Linked DNA regions of Sus scrofa: region 2 is linked to region 1. A link is a contact called in public Hi-C data. All regions are on one chromosome and are shown on one strand. The core of a region is the stretch at or near the end of the contact, and the rest is flanking DNA. Distances in the headings are between cores, read along the strand shown. Region 1 holds the start of NDUFV3 (NADH dehydrogenase [ubiquinone] flavoprotein 3, mitochondrial). Region 2 holds the start of CBS (cystathionine beta-synthase).

Region 1 (2,763 bases), core at 120-2,619:
GACCCCGAGGTGTGCATCAGAGGGAGGGTTTATTCGCAAGGCGACTGTCCATTGAGGAGATGGGAGAACAAATCCGAAATCCACTTCCCCAAAGGTGACGGGCTTGCGATGACGATGGGACGAGGAAGCAGGTGGTCTTAGGTGCGGGGAAAGGAGGTTGCAGGCAGGGAAAGGCTGAGTCACACGACTCCTCATGGGAGCCACATCAAAAATGGAAGCCCTTAGCATGATCTGAGTTTGGAGTCTTCAGCCCTCTTAGCTCCAACGACAAATGGCACAGGCCCGGTTTCGGTCTTGGTGATTCCAACCAGTCTGAGCTGGCTTGAACCTGACAGAAGCCCACTCCCAACTCTGGGAAAACCACTAAAGCCTCTGTCACTATAGGTCACAGGGTTATCTATGGGGGGAGGTGTGTTAAGGGGTCCAAAGTAATTAAGTTGAGTTTGGTCAGTGAAGGCAGGTTAAAAGCCGGTTAGTTTCTGGCCAGCTGTTCCCTCAGCTGCTGTTTTATTAGGGAAGCTCAAGAATTTCTGTTAGTCACCTAACAGAAGCTTCTGTTAATCTTATATGACTTTTTTTTTTTTTAAATCCTTTGGGGCACAATTTCATGGGGGAATCTGTTTTGCCCATGTATCTTGTGACCAGAATGAATCTCCAGCCTTAGCCAAGGTGGAGGGACTCTCCCGGATGGAGTTGAGGTGTGGACAGGCTCCTCCGAATCCAGCAGTGGCCGTGGTGAGAAGGCAGGATCAATAGTTAGAGGGGAGTTACCGCTGGGGCACAGTGGGTTAAGGGTCCCCTGTAGCGGCTGGGGTCCTGCATGGTGCAGGGTGGATCCTCTGCCAGGAGCAGTGGGTTAAAGATCCGGCATTGCCACCGCTGCGGCTGGGATTCAGTCCCCGGCCTGGGGAACTTCCATATGCCGAAGGTGTGGCCATAAATATATATATATAAATATGGAGAAGAAAGGCTAACCACACCTACGCCATGTTTATATCTAACTTGGGGGAGTCATTGCACTGCAAGCAATAAACCCTCAGGTAAAATAAAGCTTGCATTTCTGAACTGCCCAGCTAAGAGACTAGCGCGGTCCACGGCGCCACCTGCCCTGCTGGACGACCACAGGGAACCATGCGGTCGGAGAGCGACAATGGCACCCGCCACACCCACCTCGGTGTCCCCGCGCCCAGGCCCAAGGGTCACCCGGGTCAGAAAGAACAACCCGCCTGCGCCTGGCGGCTCTTCCCGGGGGCGTGGCTTCGAGGCGCGGCGCGGGGAGGCGGCCCGGTTGCGCGCGCAGGACCTCGGGTGTGGTGCGCGCGCAGCGGCCGCTGCCCCGCCCCTCGCCGTCCCTGCCTGTGATTGGCCTCCTCCTTCAAGGGGGCGGGCCGCCACGCGTCAGTCCGGGGCGACCTCCGCCCTCCCGGCGCGGCTCCGGGCGGGCGCGTAGGAGTCACAGCCATGGCGGCCTCGCTTCTGCTGCGGCAAGGACGGGCCAGGGCGCTGAAGGTAAAGCGGTGCCGAGCCGGCGGCCGGGAGCCCGTGGAGCGCCGGGGCGAGCCTGCGGCCCTGACGGTCACTCCGGCCGTCCCGGGACGCCCTGACCTCGCTTCCCTGGCCGAGGAGAGGGCGCTGGGTGCGGGGAATGGGGGGCCGGGCCCGGGGCGTGGCCTGGGTCATTGCAGCCCCCGGTGTGCTGTCCAGGCCACGGACAGGTGTGGGGCCGCAGAGGTCCCGCCCGATCAGCGTTAGAACCGTTGAGGACAGTGTCTTTATTGCTTATTTAACTCGAGAGGAAATGAGGGAATTTTCAGGCGCTTGGTTGGCCGGGTAGCTTACTTGGCAGCCACAAGAAGGACCAGGCTGGTCCTTTTTTTTTTTTTTTTTTTTTTTTTTTTTTTTTGGTATTTTTAGGGCCGCATCCGCGGCATATGGAGGTTCCCAGGCTAGGGGTCCAGTCGGAGCTGTAGCCGCCGGCCTACAGCACACCCCCAGCAACGCGGGATCTGAGCCGCGTCTGCGACCTACACCACAGCTCAGGGCCACGCCGGATCCTTAGCCCACTGAGCGAGGCCAGGGATGGAACCTGCGTCCTCATGGATACCAGTGAGATTCGTTTCCACTGCGGCAGGACAGGAACTCTAGGCTGGTCTTTGGAGAAAGAAAGGCTTCCTTTCTCCATGTAGAAAAAGCCAAGTCCCCTTCACTCTGTTTAAAATTAGAAGGGGCTCTTGTTACAAAAGCAAAAGCTAATGGTTGCAAAATCAAGTGCAAAAGGTGGACGACATCTCTTGTCCGAGAGTCCACTACTTACCCTACTCACCTAGTTTTTTAAGCTGTCATGTAAACATATACACACATGCTTCTGTCATAAGCATAAGAAGCAAACGTTTCACCTTCACCTGTGTGCTGTAAGCGCCTCTGCTCTGTGTCCAGCACTGGAATAGGACCCAGCACACAGTAGGCCTTGGTAAATATGTGCTGAGTGAGTTAATGTGCTATGCAATGTTTTCCACTTACCATAGATGGTAGACAGTGTTGAAACCACTGCTATTCATCTACCTTGTTTTTAATGGGTAGATAGTGCTTCTATTTAAGCACAGGAAAACATTTTACAAAATGAATCGGTATTTTGTAGGTCGGTAGTTAATTGGAGATTACAAGAAAGTGTGCTCAGGTAAAAGTCTGGTTGGAAAAATACCCAGCTGTTAGCAGCGACAGTCCTTGAACTCCGGTGTTTTTTTCCTTGCAGCTTTTTTTTGT
Region 2 (2,763 bases), core at 144-2,643, 120 kb after region 1:
CAGCGCCCTGGCCAGGTGGGCACGCACTCAGCTGCGAGACGGGCCAGAATACCACGCAAAGCAGCCCGAACACGCGGGCAGCCCCGCGCCTCCTATGTGGCGACTTGCCTCACCTGGAGCAATCTCCCAAAAAGTAAGGACCGCCAGGAACAAAGATTGAAAGCGACCTAGTCTCCGAAGAACCCACAGGCACTAGGCGGGTCGCTCGCTTGATGACTTGAGTTCCAATCGGCGGGCTTCTCCTGGCACCGCCCGGCTCAGCCCCGCTGGCCCTGGCACAGCTCCCCTCGGGCACAGAGCCCTGTGCGCCGATGGACGTTGGTTCCGGGGAGGCGGGCTACCTGACGCCGCCCTGCTGGCTCCCGCAGCACCTCAAACCACAGAACCCTCCTGGGGGTCACGACCCCTAGCCCCCCAGGCACCCTGCACACGGCACCAGTCGGCCCAAGAGGGCCAGTTAGGGCCGAGAGTACCGACGGTAGGAAACTCCTCTTTCGATGTGAGTTGTCAGGGCGGGAAATCGAGACCCTACGGTGGACTTGGAGGCGGCCCGGTCACCGGCCTTCGGGAGGGGCATTTGGGGACAGAGTTTGGGATAAACACCCCCAGGTAATCCTGTGGGAGGCTGTTTTGCGCTCACGCCCCTCCCCCACTCACCCTCCCCCGTCTCCGGACTAGCCATCCGGCCAACCTTAGGCTCGAAGCTGGGGTCGCAGGTCACTCTCTTCCACCCTCCTGGTTTGGGCTGGGGTCAGGGCCCCCTCCCCCCGCGGGCGGCCACCTCCCGTGCATCCTGCGCAATTACATCGATATTTACACGTTCCCCCCCCCCCGCCCACGACACACAACTGGTGGAGGCCAGTAATTTGCCAAACAATCATTTCCCAGCCAAAACGCAGCGAAAAAAATCAATGACGGCACCATCAGAGCGCCTCTTCCAAAAGTTCCCTCCCGGGGTCTCAGCGCAACACTCCGCCCCTCACGCCCCCTGCGGTCCATCCGCAGCCGCGGGAGTTGGATCGGGGGTCCTGGGCCACGTGGGCGCGGAATCGCCAGCTTCAGGATGGTCCGGACTCGCCGTAAGGGGAGGGTTGGGGAAGCGGGACGCGCGGGGCGCTGGCCCAGGTCCGCCGCGGGCGCGTGCAAGATGATGCAACCCAGGCCGAGGGGCTGGGGCGGCAGGGACCCCCTCCTGGACGCTAGTCGGATCTCTCCGCCTAAGGGTAGGTTCAGTCTCGGTCCGGCAGGTGCTCACCTGGACCGAGACCGGGGAAGAGCAGCAGGCTGGGCGCCTCTGAGAGCGGCGAGCAGTGACCCGGAAAGCTGCGACTTCGAGACCAGACCAGGGGCTGGCCGGCTCCCTGGGGACCCGGCGGCCAGAGTGGGAGGGAGGCGATTGGCCGAGAGGAGGGGGGCGGGGGCCGGCAGCTGGCCAATCCCAAGTTGCGGATTGCCGGGCCGCCACCTCCCTCGTCCCCGCCCCCTCGCCCCCCCAACCCGCCCCGCCCTCAGCGCCCCGCCCCCACCCCGCCCCCAAAGCCTCACCTCGGGTCAGGACCCCACCCCCATCCCTTAATCTCTCTTGACGCAACCAGGCGCCCTTGGCCCCTGTCCCCTCCGCTCCCCGGACCCCCGCCCGCGCGGCCTGCCCCCTACCCTCTCTCTCTCCCCTGCCCCCTCCCCCCGCCCCGCGACACGACCCCAATCAGAGCCGCGCTTCTGTGTGCAGAACGCTCTGTACCCAGTGTCCACCAGGGTAACGCCTTGCTCTGCGGGGAGTAATGAGGACGCATTGCTGAGTTACAAACGTGCGGTCGGGAGGCCCTGAGGATGGGCCTCAGCGCACATCTCACCTGCCGCGTCCCCTCATGCCGGCCCTGGTCCTGCGACCGCCTGACGCGGTTCTTTCTGGTCGCAGGACCCCAGAGCCTGAAAGCCGTGGGCCTGCGCGCACAGCACCCGGGCTTGGGATCCACCATGCGGTTCTTTCCTCCCCCTCAGGGTCCGAGGACCCAGCATATACAGTGCTTCCGCCCTGGACCCCCGTCTGCCCAGCCCGGTGGCCGTTCCCATCAGGGATGGAACCTGAGAGCACGTGGACTTGGCCAGAAGCCACAAAGCGGCTGGCCGGCCGCCAGCGGGCTCTCCCTGGCCATGGGGCACCAAAGGCTGACAGCCAGGAAGGCTCTGACCGCTAGGAAGGCCACCACTAATAAAAAATATTCCAAACTGAGTGCTCCTGACTTTTAAAGAGCCTGTCTACCTCTTGAGGTTCCGAGCTGCATGGAGAGTCCCTGACCCTTGTGACTAAGTCAGGGGCGGGGCCCCGGCTTGAACAGAGGACGGAGTTACTTTGCCCAGCACCCAACTAATTAGAGCTCCGGCCACGTGCCAGCACTGCACTGGGCACTGCAGGGAAACAGGAGTGCCTGTGCTAGGGGAGCGGCCTCAACAAGACAGCGCTTTATTGAAAACTTCCGTCAGTGAGGAGTTCCTATTGTGGCTCAGCCGGTTAAGAACCAGACATAGTCTCCACTGGATGGGGGTTCCGTCCCTGGCCTCACTCCTTGCTCAGTGGGTTAAGGATCCGGTGTTCCTCCAAGCTGCAGGGTAGGTAGCAGATGTGGCTTGGATCTGGTGTGGCTGTGGCTGTGGCGCAGACTGGCAAATGCAGCTCTGATTCAACTCCTAGCCCGGGAACTTCCATATGCTGCAGGTGCGGCCCTAAAAAAGAAAAAAAGCAAAAACAAACAAAACCTTTCA

What was found. A called contact is a pair of places that touch in the nucleus more often than the background predicts.
Region 2: a contact with region 1 is called in a Hi-C map of embryonic fibroblasts, with 2.1 times the contacts expected there. The contact joins the promoter of CBS here to the promoter of NDUFV3 in region 1. A contact is called at or near these places in 1 of 5 promoter capture datasets (liver) and 4 of 47 Hi-C or Micro-C datasets (embryonic fibroblasts, fetal liver, liver and 1 more).

The regions. Positions count from the first base shown.
Region 1 is chr13:206,109,968-206,112,730 of Sscrofa11.1, forward strand. It overlaps NDUFV3 (NADH dehydrogenase [ubiquinone] flavoprotein 3, mitochondrial), which reads left to right and starts at 1,370. Exons shown (of 3, transcript XM_021071042.1): 1 at 1,370-1,509. The coding sequence starts at 1,462. LOC106505505 (a long non-coding RNA gene) reads right to left here and starts at 1,278. Exons shown (of 3, transcript XR_001299987.2): 1 at 1-1,278.
Region 2 is chr13:206,229,970-206,232,732 of Sscrofa11.1, forward strand. CBS (cystathionine beta-synthase) reads right to left here and starts at 1,394. Exons shown (of 16, transcript XM_021071046.1): 1 at 1,256-1,394.